Regions from separate parts of the Sus scrofa genome. Here regions 2 and 3 are each linked to region 1. Evidence: chromatin contacts called from public Hi-C and HiChIP or PLAC-seq data. All regions are on one chromosome and are shown on one strand. Each heading gives the region's core, a stretch centred on a gene start, on an enhancer-like site or on the middle of the called end of the contact. The rest is flanking DNA. Distances are from core to core; before and after follow the strand shown.

What was found. Hi-C and Micro-C count contacts between places; a contact is called where the count stands out from the background. HiChIP or PLAC-seq counts read pairs in DNA pulled down with a chosen protein or histone mark.
Region 2: a contact with region 1 is called in a Hi-C map of alveolar macrophages, with 2.1 times the contacts expected there. The contact joins the enhancer-like site here to the promoter of PDGFC in region 1. A contact is called at or near these places in 5 of 47 Hi-C or Micro-C datasets (alveolar macrophages, fetal heart ventricle, liver and 2 more) and 2 of 2 datasets of contacts at active chromatin or transcription factors (alveolar macrophages and skeletal muscle).
Region 3: a contact with region 1 is called in an H3K27ac HiChIP or PLAC-seq map of skeletal muscle. The contact joins the enhancer-like site here to the promoter of PDGFC in region 1. A contact is called at or near these places in 1 of 5 promoter capture datasets (liver), 10 of 47 Hi-C or Micro-C datasets (brain, embryonic fibroblasts, fetal heart ventricle and 5 more) and 2 of 2 datasets of contacts at active chromatin or transcription factors (alveolar macrophages and skeletal muscle).

The regions. Positions count from the first base shown.
Region 1 is chr8:45,807,340-45,810,177 of Sscrofa11.1, forward strand. It overlaps PDGFC (platelet-derived growth factor C), which reads right to left and starts at 1,450. Exons shown (of 6, transcript XM_021101285.1): 1 at 900-1,450. The coding sequence starts at 1,170.
Region 2 is chr8:45,607,060-45,610,243 of Sscrofa11.1, forward strand. The region is part of intron 3 of PDGFC (platelet-derived growth factor C); the gene reads right to left. Among named protein-coding and RNA genes, the nearest start is that of PDGFC, 200 kb to the right of the region's middle. Within about 2 kb of position 1,687, at least 4 of the 83 cell types and tissues checked have an H3K27ac peak or open chromatin away from gene starts, as enhancers often do. A contact at or near this core is called in alveolar macrophages, where this site is marked.
Region 3 is chr8:45,585,620-45,588,763 of Sscrofa11.1, forward strand. The region is part of intron 5 of PDGFC (platelet-derived growth factor C); the gene reads right to left. Among named protein-coding and RNA genes, the nearest start is that of PDGFC, 220 kb to the right of the region's middle. Within about 2 kb of position 1,587, at least 12 of the 83 cell types and tissues checked have an H3K27ac peak or open chromatin away from gene starts, as enhancers often do. A contact at or near this core is called in alveolar macrophages and skeletal muscle, where this site is marked.

The sequences.
Region 1 (2,838 bases), core at 200-2,699:
GTATTCTTAAAAATGACTTCATAATGGGAGATCAAGAGAAAAAGGGTTTAGAAATTGAATGATGTAAATCATATGGGGTTCAGAGGCTAAGCAAATTACACACCCTGAAGCAGCCCTGGCTTTATGAAAGGAGCCTTTCTCCAGCTCTGTGCAATCCCAGCCCAAGGGAACTTGCATCTGAGAGTTTTCTAAACATTTCAGGTACACTTGAAAGCTGAAAGTAATTCTCATTTCCTATGCAGGATTAAGTCGTTTCCAGCACACACAAAATAACAGTCACTCACCATCACATATAAAAACACACCACCAGAAAGGTAAGGGCTTCAGAGTACAAAGGCACATTAAAAGGAGGGGGGGGTGCAAGAGAAATAAAATTTTTAATTCCCCCTAAAAATGTCTACATGGCCTCTTGACCTCTTTATTTTCTATCTACATATGATTAGTTGATGCCATTCCATTTAGAGCGCTTTAATTAATGTGGCTGATACGTATCTTCAAACATCCCCTACCCAAATTAAAAACAAAAACAAAAACGTGAGTAAAGCCAAACATGCAGAGTCTCATTCATGTTGGATTTGTTTTCAGAGTCAGTTCTTGAACTTCTAACTCTTGCAATGAGCGTTGGAACTGACGTGCCCCACCGCTCCCAGAATGTCCCCTCTCTGGCTGCGCCTGCAGGGGTACTCACGTTACCCTGCGGAGCTTTGTGGCGGCTCCCAAAGTTGCAAACTCCAAATAACCTCCCGAAGTCCGTGCCCGAGAACGCAGCGCGCAGATGCACGGATGGAGAGGCGACCATCCCCGCGCGGGTTGAAGTGCATCCCGCCCCGGCGCACAATGCGGCGCAGCACACACGGCAAGAGCCGAGCCGGGGGGTGGGAAGGAACCCGGGGACTCACCGTTCTGCTCCTTGTTGCTGGAGAGCTGGAGTTTACTGCTCAGGTTGGACTCAGCCCGAGTCCCGGGTCTCTGGCCGGCCAGGGCGGATGTCAGCAGGAGGAGCCCGAAGAGGAGCATTGGGCTGAGCGGGCGAGTGCGCGGCCGGCGGGCACTGGGGGAGCGGGGCTCCGAGCCGGGCTCAGCGCCGCCGGGGGAGGGCCGCGCCGGGCGGGACGCGCCGCGCCTGCTCTGGCCGCCGAGCCTCGCGGGGTACTTTCCACATACTCCCATCCAAGACTTTCTCCGAGGGCCCTCTTCTGCGTCTCCAGTTTGTGCAAAGGATCAAAGCAAAACCTGGACCTGAACCAGTTTCCCAAGGTTTAAACAAATCCTGCGCTGTGCCGAGGCGGTGGGGGTGGGGTGGGGGCGAGGGCGCGGGAGGAAAGGGGGGGTGGGGACGCGGGGAGCCGGGCGCGCCAAGGAGTCCCCGGGCGAGTGTCCGGGAGCACCTGTCAGCTGGCGGACGGGACCGGCGACAAGTCGAGGGTCGCGCAAGTCCGGCCTCCTAACCCAGCCGGCGGCGGGCACTTTCCGATCAATAACAAAGCTGCTGATCAATGCGCTCTCCGGGCGCCGCGGCCGCCCCGCCCCCACCGCGAGGGGGAGGGGAACACAGGCGCGGGCGCGGCGCCGGGGGCCGGGGTCTTGAGCGGGGCCGGGGTCCGGGACGAGGCCGCCCCGGACCGGGCGTAGGGAGGCCGCAGGACTCGCTGCCCGTGCGGCGCGCTGCGCGGATTGGCACCTGAAGGCGGTTCCCCGGACCCGAGTTACCCTCGTCTGGGCGCCCCCTCCCTGAGAAGCCCAGGAGGTCGGGCTAGGGTCGCTCGGGGGCCGCTTGGCGGTCCCCTCCCCCGCGATTGGGCTGCGCAGCGAGTGGGCCCGGGCGGAGAGCAGGCCGGCGCGGAGCTAGGCTGTCCCCTCCCCTTCCCCACCTTCCCGGCGGCGCGGGGGGAGGCGCGGGTCCCGCGGGCTGGGCTGTCGGGCAGGTGCGGGCTCTAACCCGGTGCCGCGGGCGCGGGCGGGGGTGCCGCGGAGCACCGGCAGGGAATGCAGCCCGAGCGTCCCGGGCTCCCCTCCCTGGATGCCCCGAGCCCCAAATAACTTGCTGCGTGAGCCAGAAGAAGTGGGAAGAACTTCCTGCCACTCTCCCTCTTCCACGCCCCCTGGGCCTGGGCTGCTTATTCCTTCTGAGGGGATCCCCATTCCCAAAGGGCCTGGCCAGGACCCTAGGCCAGACTTTCTGGACTGAAGGAAGAAGGGAAATGGGAACGCAAGAACTTTTTTCTCTCCATTTTCCAGCTCTGTCAAGAAGGGGGTGGAAAAAACCATAGTAAAGCCAAAGGCCAGAATAATAACATTTATTCATTTAACAAACTCTGTATTTGCAGAATGCCTACTGGGTCAAGCACTGTCCAAAGAACTGGGGCTGCCAATGAAAACCAACAAGCTCTCGTGAAGTTCGCCCTAAATAAGTATCTAGCAAGCAAAGCAGAAATGGCCCCCAGCCTCTTGTCAACAACTCAGTGCAAACACTAGAACCAGGTGCTGCTCCAAGAAGGGTCTAATGGAAAGATGGAATCTTAAGGTCTGAGCTGAAAAAGGGGTGGAGTTTCAAATGCCTCTCTTTTTAAGGAGCTGCCCTTCCTGGTCCAGCTAGACCCTCAGCGATTATTGCGAGCTACCTTGAGAAAGGATCCAGGAATATCTTCCCACTTCCAGTGTCTGAAAGGTTCAAGCCTTCTTCCTAACCTTGGTGCCCACTGAAGCCAATCTGACCTATCTGCTTGTAACATCCTTGTCCTCTTCCCCACTCTTCCCTTGCTTAAAATGCTCCTTAGCTCATTTCCTCTTGGAAACCTTTACTAGTCAGTCCATCTCATCCATTCAGTCTTCCTTCAT
Region 2 (3,184 bases), core at 437-2,936, 200 kb before region 1:
TTAACAAATCTGACTAGGAACCATGAGGTTGCGGGTTCGGTCCCTGCCCTTGCTCAGTGGGTTAACGATCCGGCGTTGCCGTGAGCTGTGGTGTAGGTCGCAGATGCAGCTCGGATCCCGAGCTGCTGTGGCTCTGGCGTAGGCCGGTGGCTACAGCTCCAATTCGACCCCTAGCCTGGGAACCTCCATATGCCGCGGGAGCGGCCCAAGAAATAGCAACAACAACAACAACAACAACGACAACAAAAAAGACAAAAAAAAAAAAAAAAAGGATGAAATAGTGCCACTCTCAGTGAAAAGGATGGACCTAGAGATGATCGTACTAAATGAAGGAAGTTAGAAAGAGAAGAACAAATACCATATGGTATCACTTATATGTGGAACCTAAAATCTCACAAATGGGAATTCTTGTTGTGGATCAATGGGTTAAGAATCCGACTAGTATCCATGAGAATGGGTGCAGTTTTGATCCTGGCCTCACTCAGTGGGTTAAGGATCTGGTGTCGCCACCATAAGCTGTGGTGTAGGTCGCAGTTGAAGGTTGAATCTGGCATTGCTGTGGCTGTGGCACAGGCCTCAGCTGTAGCTCGGATTTGACTCCTAGCCTGGGAACTTCCATATGCCACAGGTGCGGCTCTAAAAAGAAAAAAAAAATGTTACAGATGAACCTATCTATAAAACAGCAACAGACTGGGTGGTATAAAGAGCAGACTTGTAGTTCACAAGGGGAAGAGAGGGAGGGAGGGAGGTGGATGGAAGGAGAGTTTGGGGTCGGTAGATGCAAACTGTTATATTTAGGTTGGATAAGCAATGAGGTCCTACTGTCTGGCATAGGGAACTATATCTAGTCTCATGGGATACAACATGATGGGAGATAATATGAAAAAAACAATGTATATATATTTATATATGCATAAGTGGGTCACTATGCTGTACAGTAGAAACTGGTACAACACTGTAAATCAATTATAATTTAATGAAAAAAAAAAAAAAAACAGGAGAGCTACACCCACCAGCTGAAGAAACCTGAGCATTTCTGTAAGTCACCCGATAAACATTTCATTTATGTGTGTGGGTGGAGGGATCAAGGTTTAAAGCAGGGACAATACTACCTACATTAGAAAACTGTATGAGAATTGAGTGAAATAGTATCATTGAAAATTTTAATAAGCAATTAATCATGATACATAGCTGGGGATTATTGTATATATTTTACTGTACCTTTCATTATCCCCGTTATGTCAATTGTAGTCAAGAAAAACAATTATTTTTAGAAGTTTAATTTATGATTTATGTTGGTTGGTGCTAGACAGAGTGACATTACCTATTTAGTCACTGTTCATTGATATTCCCACCCAACATTCTTCTAATACTGACATGGCAAATCAGAGCTTGCCTTGTGCCACAGGGAAAATCCTTGTTCAAACTTCTTTCTCCGCTAAAACAGCTTTATATTCAGTAGCTGTTCTGGGGAGAGCAATGAGCATTTCACAACAAGTTCAGTAAATGTAAGTCTAGCTATAGTTAGGCCATGAATAACTCTATACTGAGTTAAAAAAATACATATAATAATGTTTTTAACTAGTATCTCTAGCTTCAGTTTTCTAAGTTCTTATTCCTCACAGACAAAGTCTTTATATGAAATGAGACAAAGAAAAACCACACCCAAAATGCAGGATTTCACTAGTCAGACCCATTGTGTAACTGTTATCTTAATTACAGTGTATGGCACTGTACTGAAACAAGCGCACAGTGTTCCTTTCAACCATGGAGGAAAATATGAAGAACAATTATTTTATCAAGTGTGAGGTCATTTTCTTTTGCATTTATGGGGGTGCTGTGCCTGTGGCATGTGGAAACTCAAGTGACAGAAGCCACTGCAGTGACAAGGTAGGATCCTTAACCCGCAGTGCCACAAGGGAATTCTTTTTGCATCTTAAATCATTCTGTGACATTCCTATCATGCTACAAAGTCTTCCATGCCTGTCCACAAACGGGCAGTCTTAACTCCTCCAAAAAATCAAAGTATAAGCAGTTATGTGTACTTTCACATTGGTCACTGCACTAAAAGGAAATTGTGTCACATGGTCAGAATTCTGAGCAGTTCCAAAAAAACACCTGAGGCCGGGGGGGGGGGGGGGGATTATTTTTGTGAAAAGCTGCTATCTTCATTCCGCAAACACCTGAGATGTCTTTTCCTTCTGTTGATATAAACAAGGTGTGGCATTGAAAACAGCAGCAAATAAACGTTAACATCATTCTGCAACTACTGTATGAATCAGGGGCCTGCAGGGAGTGATGAAGATAAATAACCATTGAGTTGTTCTTGCCTCTTGATGGACAAACCTATGTGCCTTGGGTAAGGGCTGCAACAGTGCTTAAAAACTTAGTGCCATGAGAGCAAGTGATCCTGCCTAAAAAAAAATTTAAAGGGACCACAAAGAGGTGAGAGTTAATTTAGAGTTTAGAGAACGAGAAAAACACTTAGACGAGAAGGAAAAGCACCTTGTGTATTTATAAAGAATCTGAATTAGGAAAAAGAATGGCTTTGGATGAAGAGGAAGAGGAAGAATGGCAGAGTCATGGCCACTGGTGGGAGAGCAGATGACCAAGTGAGGCTGCAGTGATGGACAGAGGATTGATGAGGATGCCAATGTGTGTGCTAAGCATTGCTGAGCAGCTGGAGAGTCAGAGATGTTAAGAAAAGGTGGGTTCCTTGGAGTTCCTGTTGTGGCTCAGCATAAACAAACCCGACCAGCATCCATGAGGATGTGGGTTCGATCCCTGGCCTCGATCGGTGGGTTAAGGATCCGGCATTGCCATGAGCTGTGCTGTGGGTTAAGGATCTGGCAATGCTGTGAGCTGTGCTGCGGCTCAGTTCTGGCATTGCTGTGGCTGTGGTGCAGGCCGTGAGCTGCAGCTCCAATTTGACCCTAAAAAAGCAAAAAAAAAAAAAAAGAAGAGAGAAAGAAAAAGAAAAAAAAAAGAAAGAAAAGGTGGGATCCAATCAAGGTGTTTTGTTTTGTCTTGTTTTGTCTTTCTACTTCCACTCTGTGTGAGAAGGTGTCCTAGACTGGTGGGGGGAGGGTGTGTAGACTCTGGGGGTAAGCCGCAAACAAGGCTTTAGAATTTGAACCTCTGCCCATGCTACTTCCCCACGTTGGGAAGCACCTTGCTCCCTTCT
Region 3 (3,144 bases), core at 337-2,836, 220 kb before region 1:
GTATGGCCCTGCAATAAACCTTTCTCTATTCCAAGCTCCGGCATTTTGTATGTAGGAAAGTTGGTATAACAGTGGTAAATGAAAGGGACAAAATAAAAACATCTGAGTTCTGTCTCTGCTTCTGCTTTCTCCATGAAGTTGGAATAATCTTTAAACTGAAAACTGCAACAACCAACCTCAGAATGAATTGAAGCCCAAGATGGGCCTCACTTTAAGTGAATTAATTCCCTAGATCCCTATTAAGGGTATTCAATGACAATGACTTTATTATTTATTTATTTATTTATTTATGCTATCTTAGGGCTGCACCAGCAGCATATGGAAGGTGCCAGCCTATGCTACAACCACAGCAACACAGGATCCGAGCCGTGTCTGGGACCTGCACCACAGCTCACTGCAACACCAAATCCCCAACCCACAGAGTGAGGTCAGGGATCAAACCTGCATTCTCATGGATGCTAATGGGATTCATTTCCACTGCACCACAACAGGAACACCTGACTATGGTTTTAGAACTATTTTAAGTAATGTTTTAAATGAATTTAAAACATTTACCACTGTTTTTCATTGATTTAGATAGGAGTAGCACTAGACTCAGAATTTACTTCCAAAATATAAGACTGAGAAAAATTTAAGCCTCAGAAATCATGAATTACACCAAACAAATAATCCTTTTTCATAGGGTAATTTGATAATTCATAGAAAGTATCAGAAAAATTTATAATTCTCACAAAACATTAAAAATTAAGACATGATTGCTGCTGGAGATATCTGTAAGAAACGTGGGGTAGGTAACTATGTAATTATATATCTGCACACACACATCAGAGATATTTGCGGAAACTTGCACTACATAGTCATACATTTAAATATCCATAGTTGTCAGTGTATACATAGATGATCAATCCCACCCAAAGGCTGGGGATGATGAATTAATGTCTGTCTGGAAGAAGGCCAGTGAGTGGTACAAGCACTGACCATGGCCTTTCCCTGCATAAGACTTTTATCTGAGCCTTTAAAACAGATGCTGCATGCTCTGTGGCTACTTTCTGGATAACCCTAAAAACTGATGTTACTTGAAAAGAAATTTACAAGTACAGGAGGAAGGAAGATATGTTTGATTTGAGGACCAATTCAGGTGACTAAAAGTATGATATGGACCGAGCATCTGATAAGCTTATTTAGAAAAGCTACTAGGGCTGAAACACTCTGGGTTTACAGTTCTTAGCAAGTTGGGTCATAAACCCAAGACTTTTTAGCTAAATCAGGTCCCCAAATACATTTTGCTTAGTGAGTACCTGCTATAGAAAGTTCAAAATTGAATGACTTTAGGTGGAAAAAGATCACTCCAGTTTCATTCTACTCTCATCATATCCTTTTATATTATGCCAATCAACTCTTAATATGTACCTACCCTTTAAGGAATTTCAATTTTACTGTGTTTTAAAACTACCATATTAAGGCTATATTCTTGACTAGACTCCCAGTTCATGGAGTAGCAATAAAGCCATCTTCTGGGCAGAGCCTGGCCTCAGGGCAGAGCTGGGCTGGAGCTCCAGCAAGCTTGTGACTACCTACTTCCTGAAATAGGAGTGCAGGGTGTTCCCAGGACAAGGATCTTTAGAAGCATGTGCTGTAGCAATGAAAGGAGAACTGGAGTGATGGCAGTAAATAGTCCTATTTTTAATCACACACTGACAGTTTGGGATGTTATCTACTAAAAACTGTCATCTAATGGCTGTCACAGAATAACACCCTATGAGAGATCTGAGAGATGATCACAGTTGACACTTATTTTATGAAGGTTGAATGTCTTGTGGATGGTTACGACAAGTTAATGGTGGATCTAGAATGGGAACAGGAGCATCTGTTCTGGAATCCAGTGCCTTTTTTCCACTTAATCAACTGCCGACACAATGTTGGTTAAAGTCCAGGCAACCACATGACATGAGGGTGGTTTATGACACTGCATGTTCAGATGACACAACCCAACAGATGAGGCCTCAATGATATCTTCATGTACAGGAAAAATCATTTTATTTATTATGTAGAAATTTATTTTGTGTTATTCTTTTATTTGGTAGAAAAAAAAAAACTAAGAAAGCCATATTGAAATGAAGTCAGAAGGCAGATTTTGGCTCAGTTTTGGAAAAACTAAAGTTTTTAAAAAAATGTTTTGTAAAAATTGAAGTTGACTCCTTAAGAAGGGATTGCTTCCTGAGGTATGAAAGCTGCATGCCATGCTGCTGCTGGAGAGAGGATATCACTGGGGATAATGAAAACCTGAATTGATAGAACACTGTAAATCAACTATAATAAAAAATTTACGAGTTCCCGTCATGGCTCATGAATCTGACTAGGAACCATGAGGTTGCAGGTTCGATCCCTGGCCTTGCTCAGTGGGTTAAGGATCCAGTGTTGCCATGAGCTGTGGTGTAGGTTGCAGACGCTGCTCGGATCCCGCATTGCTGTGGCTGTGGTGTAGGCTGGTGGCTACAGCTCCGATTAGACCCCTAGCCTGGGAACGTCCGTATGCCTCAGGTGCGGCCCTAGAAAAGGCAGAAAGACAAAAAATAAAAAAAAAATAAATACATAAAAATCAAAACCAAAAACAATACCAAAATGTGTACATTCTAAGGTTCCCAGGCCTTAAAAAAAATGGTAATTGCTAACATTTATTATTATATTTTCCTTAATTCCATAAACTAGAGGTAGAAGGGTAAAGAATCCATAAAAGGTTTAACATGCTACTGGGGACAGCATGAATAAAAGGAAGATATAAATAAAGAATAACAGGAAGTGTAATTACGAATACGTCTCTTGGGATTTGTGTGCCTGTACTGCCCCAAATGGAAAAAAGACCTCTTTTCTCCAAAATAGACCATTATTTACCTCCAAGTTTGTCCTTAAAATATTTTCTGTTCATATTCTGAAAAAGTGAAACACTTAACCCATTTTATGCCCCCATGGAAGATCATGTTTCTTTTTTGTACAAGAGAGAAAAACTCCCCTAAGCACCCATGATGTGCTATCAGAAAACAAGCTTTCTAAATCCCTGATGTCTGGGTTTCTGAGTTCAAAGTCCTAATAAAAAAATAAATAAAAACATGAACTATGATGTAAACCTTGATTTTGTTTTGTTTT